2 separate regions of the Callithrix jacchus genome follow, and region 2 is linked to region 1. The links are chromatin contacts, called in public Hi-C maps. All regions are on one chromosome and are shown on one strand. The core of a region is the stretch at or near the end of the contact, and the rest is flanking DNA. Distances in the headings are between cores, read along the strand shown.

Region 1 (3,235 bases), core at 312-2,811:
CTTGTACCACTGCTCCCCAGCCCAGGAGACAGAGCAAGACCCTGTCTCAAAAAAAAGTAAAAAATACAAATAGATGTGGGCTGATGGGCTACCCTGCTGACCTGACATGTAGAAGGCTATCGTGGGGACACATGTTCGTGAGCCTTATCATGGTGTCTGGCGTTCCACACACATGCCATAAGCAATTGCTGTTGCCATTGTCATCTTCATGATCAGCTTCTGGATCTCAGATCTTGGTGGCTTCAGTTTGTGCCAAGGGTCTGGTTTGGCTCTGTCTTGGCAGTGTCTGTGGCTGAAATAGAAGAACTGACTATTTCTGTGCTGTCTGAGTTGGGCCTGAGGTTTGGGCCACGGGACAGTTTCATCATGAGAGCATTTCATCGGACTGGAGCCGTGGCTGCCTTTTTAGGCCCAGTCGTGGAGGGGAGAATGGGCTTGGAGTCAGTCTCTCCTGCTTCTGATCCATACTGGGCCACTTACTAATAGTGCATGAGGCCTCGAGCAAATCTCTTAGCCCTCCCAGAAACTCAGTTTTGCCATCTGTGGAGTGGAAATAATGATAGCAACTTCCTCGTGGGATGGCCTGAGGACTCAGCGAGGTGATGCAAACAAAGCCGGGCATACAGTAGGTGCTGAATAAGTGGTGGCAGCCGATGCTGGTGCTAGATACCCGATGGGTCCTTGGTTCAGTTCAGTCACATGCACTGGGCTGTGTTCTCAGGGTTTGGGGTACATCAGTGCATGAGACAGTCATTATCCCTGCCCCAGGGACTAACACTCTTTTTTTCTTCCTGAGATGGAGTTTCACTCTGTTGCCCAGGCTGGAGTGCAGTGGTGCAATGTCAACTCACTGCAACCTCCACCTCCTGGGTTCAAACGATTCTCCTACCTCAGCCTCCTGAGTAGCTGGGATTATAGGCACCCACCAACACACCTGGCTAATTTTTAGTAGAGATGGGGTTTCACCATGTTGGCCAGGCTAGTCTCAAACTCACAACCTCAGGTAGTCTGCCCACCTTGGCTTTCCAAAGTGCTGGGATTACAGGTGTGAGCCACTGCGCCCAGCCAGGGACTAACATTCTAGTGGGGTGTTCAGGCAATCAGCAATGGGCATGATATGTAAGGACATTGTATAGCATGTCAGGAGGTGGGATGTGCTGGGGAGAGGGAGAAGGAACCAGGTAAGAAGCTTTTGGAGGGCTTGGGTTTGTGGGGCCTCGCCCTCTCTAAGAAGGTGACATTTGAACAGAGACTTTGGAAGCAGGGAGAGACTAGGCCAGGGGAGCTTGGTGGGGAACAGGAATAGTCAGTGCAAAAGCTTTAAGGCCCAAGCATGCAAAGGCACATTTGCAGACAGGAGGGATGCCAGGGTGGCCGCAGCAGGCGGGGTGAGAGGAGAGAGTGAGCAGGGAGGGCAGGGAAGTGACACAGCCTGAGCATGACGGGCCTTGTAGTCACTCTAAGGACTGTGCCTTGTGCTGGAGGGCATCAGAGCCATGGGGATGTGTCCCTTTGCATAGGACTGACACAGCCCAACTGGGCCTTTGAGCGGGTCCCTCTGGCTGTCAGGTGGGGAACAGACTCAAGTAGGGGGGCCAGTAAGGACCCACTGCAGTTGCTCAGGTGGGAGATGACGGCCACTCAGACCAGGGGCAGGAGGAGGGGAGAAGTGGGCAGGTTATGGGTGTAGTGGGAAGGTTGAGCTCCAGGGTGTGCTCATGGATTGGACGTGGGATGGGAAAGACGTGAGTCATGGATAACATTGAGAGTTTGCCATCTGCTAAAACCTGGCGCTGGCCTCAGCTTTCATTAGGAAAATTGCAGGGTAGAGGGTCTTGGGGACAGATCAGGACCCGAGTTTGCACTTGTTGGTTGAGTTTGAAGTGTTGACTAGACATCTGGTGTTGGTATTCATTCTCCTCCTCCTCCCATACCTCTCCTTCCCCATCTGTAGAATGGGAAGGGTCACTCATGCCCTGCCCGTATTGGTGAGAGGAAAAATTTAAAGGATTAAAACACCAAGCTCTGTGGTGAAATCCTTCAGCCCCTTGGAAAATCCTCACCATTTCTGAGCTCTAGGAAGGGGCACCCAGAACCTTTGGAGCAGAAGGCCCTGCTCATATCCACTGGAGAGCTTGAGAATTCAGCTGGGCCTGGGCCAGCTCCCCTTGGCACCTCCCTCACTGTGACAGTTTCAGACTCTTGGCTTTTTATTTATTTATATTTTTTAGGGACAGGGTCTGGCTCTCTCACCCAGGTTGTGCTGCTGGGGTATAATCCTAGCTCAGTAAAGCCTCGAACACCTGGGCTCAAGGGATCCTCCCACCTTGGGTTCCCAAAGAGGGGGCGGTTACGGGGATGAACCATCACACCTGGCCAATTTCAGACTCTTTGTGTGCCTGTCACTGCTCCTCCAAGCAGGACCACTGCCCTGCCTTTTAGTCCACAGAGTCCTTGCCATATGTAAAATAGATTGCTTTTTTACAAAAATGAAGAGAGCCATCTGGTAACAATGGGTCCCCAAGCCTAGACTTCCACTTCCTGGTTCTTGATGGTCCTCAGTCCTGAGAGGCTAAAGTGAACCCCACTCTCAGATGGAGGTCTTGGAGGCCCCGGCCCTAGCTGTTTCAAAGCAGTCATTGCTGGGTATCAGACATTCCAGGGCTTAGAGCAGTCAGAAGGGGCATGCCAATCTAGACTGCTGAAAGGAACCATCAGTGCAAGGCAGAAGCTTGGGAGCGCTGGGCCTGTGGGCAGAATACTTCTGCGAGCCAGGATTCCAGGATGCAAGTGCTCTGTGACCCTGAGCAACTGTTGGCCCTAACTGGGCCTTAGTTTCCCTGTAGGTATAATGAAAGATTGGACTGGAGTCTCCTTAAAGTTAATTCCTGTGCACAGTCTCCCGATTTAAGAGTCCAGTAGAGTGGAGCTTCAGAGTCAGACAGACCTGGGTTGCCCTTGCTGCTCTGTGACCTTGAACAGGTGATTTCATGTCTCTGACCTTGTGTCTCACCTGAGGATGAGAAACTCCCTTTCTCAAATGAGGATTATGAAAGCATTTCATTGTGGAGACCAGTGGGGAGAGCGCGTAGCATATAGTAGGTGCTGTCTTTCTGCATTTCCAGGGGAGGAATTGAACCCACAGGGTACAAGTTGCTGGCTGCCTCAAGGGTGGAATGATTTCCCAACTGAGGCACTAGAGGGCACCCCAGTTCTAACAAATCACTTAGAAGGG
Region 2 (3,235 bases), core at 263-2,762, 89 kb after region 1:
GACAGAATCAAGGGCACATCCCAGTCTTAAAGTGCACATCTGATGAATTGCGGAATCCTGGAGCCTGCGTCTGTACTGTGACCCTGTGACCTCCACACCCAGTTCCCCAGTGCCTCACATGTAGTAGATGCTCAGTAAATATCTGTTGTTTAAATAACTTATGTGTCACATTCTGCCTGGTACACTTGATTAGTCATCCAGGGTATACAGTGGTGGCTCATGCCTGTAATCCCAGCACTTTGGAAGGGTGAAGTGGGTGGATCACCTGAGGTCAGGAGTTCGAGACCAGCCTGGCCAATGTGGCAAAACCCTGTCTCCACTAAAAACGCAAACAAATCAGCTAGGCATGGTGGTGTGTGCCTGTAATCCCAGCTACTCAGGAGGCTGAGGCAAGAAAAATGCTTGAACTCGGGAGGTGGAGGTTGCAGTGAGCCGAGATTGCGCCACTGCACTCCAGCCTGGGAGACAGCGGGACTCCATCTCAAAAACAAAACAAAAGCTTAGGGAGGGGATGTCACCGCAAGTTGCAATATCTTTGGGTGAGAAGGATGGATAGGAAGGTGGGAAGGCACAAACAAAGCCGCAGAGGCCAGGAGTGTGTAAGACTTGCGTGGGATACGGTGTGAGGTGAGCCAGAGAGTGGGACAGAGAGTTTATTTGGAGCAAGGGTTGGGGATGGGATCAGACAGGAAATGTGGGGGCTTGCTTGCAAGGGGCCTTGGATTTCTGCCGGAGGACAGTAGGGATCCCTGGAAGGTTTTTGAGCAGGAGATGATCGGAAGCATATTCTGGGAGGATGTACCTCCTGCTCTCCCATGGAACAGAACAGAAGGGGTAAAGATGAGCCCTGTTTGTCTTTCTGGGCCAGTCGCACGTCCTAACCCCTATCTCCAAATTCCTCACCAAAAGACAGCAACTAAGGCCAGGCATGGCGGCTTACACCAGTAACTGCAACACTTTGAGAGGCTGAGGCAGGAGGGAGCCCAGGAGTTTAAGACCAGCTTGGGCAACGTGGCAAGACCCCATCTCTAAAAAAAAATGTTTTTTAAATAGCTGGGCGTGGTAGTGTACACTTTTGCTCCCAACTACTTGGGAGTCTCAGGCAGGAGGATCACTTGAGCTCTGGAGGCTGAGGCTGCAGTGAGCTGTGATTGCGCCACTGCACAGAGTAAAGACCCTGTCTCAAAACAAAACAAAAGTCGGTGACTGAGCGCATCATTCAAAGCTCAGGCAACCAAGGCCATCTCAATCATCAGTGTGCCCACAGCCAGTCCAAGAATCGGACTTCGCTTTTGTCCTGAATGCTCCAGCTTCTCCCCACTCAACAAAGCACAAGCCTAATGGCAGCCACTTTGGTGGCCACATCACAGGGAATGGCCTATTAATTTGGGAAGCAGACAAATGAAGGTCGTTTAATGGGGATTGATGACCTGTCCACTGTGTGCCAGGCACTTGGCTTGGCCCTGTGGTCAGTTCTGTGCCAATCAGCACTCTTGCATTCTGCCTGCTCGCTCTGAGGACTCAGGCCAAGGGCCGAGACCTGCCCTGCCTTCCTTCTCCAAGGACCCAGGCTGAGGCCTGAGACCAGCAACAGACCAGGCAGAAACAGCCCGAAGGATTGATATGGCCTGAAGCGCAGTGGTTTGGACCTAGGGGTTGAATTCCACTTCACCAGCTGTTGACTGGTGATTTGATTTGTGGCATGTGATTTCATGCTTCTAAAAATGGGGATCATACTAAGATCCACCCCATGGGATTGTCGAGGGACTGTAGTTCAGCCAGATGATCTCATGTCCAGAGATCAGCCCAATGCCTGTCCCAAGTTTGGTGCCCCACGGATGCTGTGTCTGGGGATGCGGGTGGGAAACACCGTGGTGGTAGGAACCTGGCCAGGTGGGGGCATGGAGGTACCCTAGCCAGAGCCATGAGTTGGGTAACGCTGAAGGTGGAGAGAAGTGTGGCTAGCCTGTCCTGTGCAGAGGAGACAGGGCCATTGAGGAGGGGCCAGGAGGTGCCCTGGCTCTCCATGCCAGATAGGGTGACCACTTCATCCCAGTGTGCCCACTTTTAGCCCTGAAAGTCCCACATCCTGTGATATCTTGGACAAACCAGGACAATTCATCACCCTAGTGCCCAGCCAAGATGTCTGGCTCCACCTAAGAGGGCAACAGGGAGCTGGGAGCTGGGATGAGTTTGAGCTGGGGGCCATGCATCATGATTTGTGGTCAGCTGGGACGGGGGTTCTGGGCACTTTTCCTGGTAGAAATCTCATCTCTGGCTTGTCTTTGCAGGACCAGCTGAAGCAGTGTTTCTCCCGGAGGCCCACTGAAGCCAAGGACACTGATACCCTTGTGCACGAAGCTGACAGCCAGTATGGGACGTGGACAGAGCAGCACCAGAGTGGGGAGAGGTATGACACGTGCGGCGGGATGCTGGCTGCAAGGGGGCGTCTGGGCTGGAGTTGCTGCAGCCCACCGGCCTCCTGATTTCTATGTTGCTAGAGCCGCAGATCTATAATTATCAGAGGAAACCATTCTTGTTTTAAAAAAGAAATTTAGGAAGAACAAAAATATAATGATAAAGATGATGGGCCAGGCTATTTAGGAAGTACAAAAAGTTAATAAGATGATGGGTGGTGGCTCACGCCTATAATCCCAGCACTTTGGGAGGCCGAGGCAGGTGGATTGCCTGAGCTCAGGAGTTCAAGACCAGCCTGGGCAACACAGTGAAACCCCGTCTCTACTAAAATAGAAAAAATTAGCAGGGCATGGCGGCATGTACCTGTAATCCTAGCTACTTGGTTGGCTGAAGCAGGAGAATTGCCTGAACCTGGGAGGCAGAGGTTGCAGTGAGCCAAGATTGTGCCACTGCACTCCAGCCTGGGCGACAGAGCGAGACTCTGTCTCCCCGCCCCCCCCCAAAAAGAAAAAAAGATTATGGGTCAGGTGCAGTGGTCATGCCTGTAGTCCCAGCATTTTAAGAACCCCAGCCGGCAGATCACTTGAGGCCAGGAGTTTGAGACCAGCCTGGCCAATATGGCAAAACCCTGTCTCTACTAAAAATACAAAAAAAAAAAAAAAAAAAAAAAAAAATTAGCTGGGTGTGGTGGTGAGTACCTATGATCCCAGCTGCTTGGGAGGTTGAGGCAGGAGAATCACTCAAACCTGGGAGGCAGAGGCTGCAGTGAGCCAAGTTCACACCAAGGCACTCACTCCAGCCTGTATGACAGAGAGGG

The links. A called contact is a pair of places that touch in the nucleus more often than the background predicts.
Region 2: a contact with region 1 is called in a Hi-C map of skeletal muscle, with 7 times the contacts expected there. The contact joins two enhancer-like sites. A contact is called at or near these places in 3 of 3 Hi-C or Micro-C datasets (induced pluripotent stem cells and skeletal muscle).

Annotation. Positions count from the first base shown.
Region 1 is chr1:196,026,095-196,029,329 of calJac240_pri, forward strand. All of the region lies in intron 6 of KIAA1671 (KIAA1671 ortholog), which reads left to right. Among named protein-coding and RNA genes, the nearest start is that of CRYBB3, 120 kb to the right of the region's middle. Within about 2 kb of position 1,562, at least 1 of the 16 cell types and tissues checked has an H3K27ac peak or open chromatin away from gene starts, as enhancers often do. A contact at or near this core is called in skeletal muscle, where this site is marked.
Region 2 is chr1:196,115,584-196,118,818 of calJac240_pri, forward strand. It overlaps KIAA1671 (KIAA1671 ortholog), which reads left to right. Exons shown (of 13, transcript XM_078336626.1): 7 at 2,292-2,410. Among named protein-coding and RNA genes, the nearest start is that of CRYBB3, 28 kb to the right of the region's middle. Within about 2 kb of position 1,513, at least 3 of the 16 cell types and tissues checked have an H3K27ac peak or open chromatin away from gene starts, as enhancers often do. A contact at or near this core is called in skeletal muscle, where this site is marked.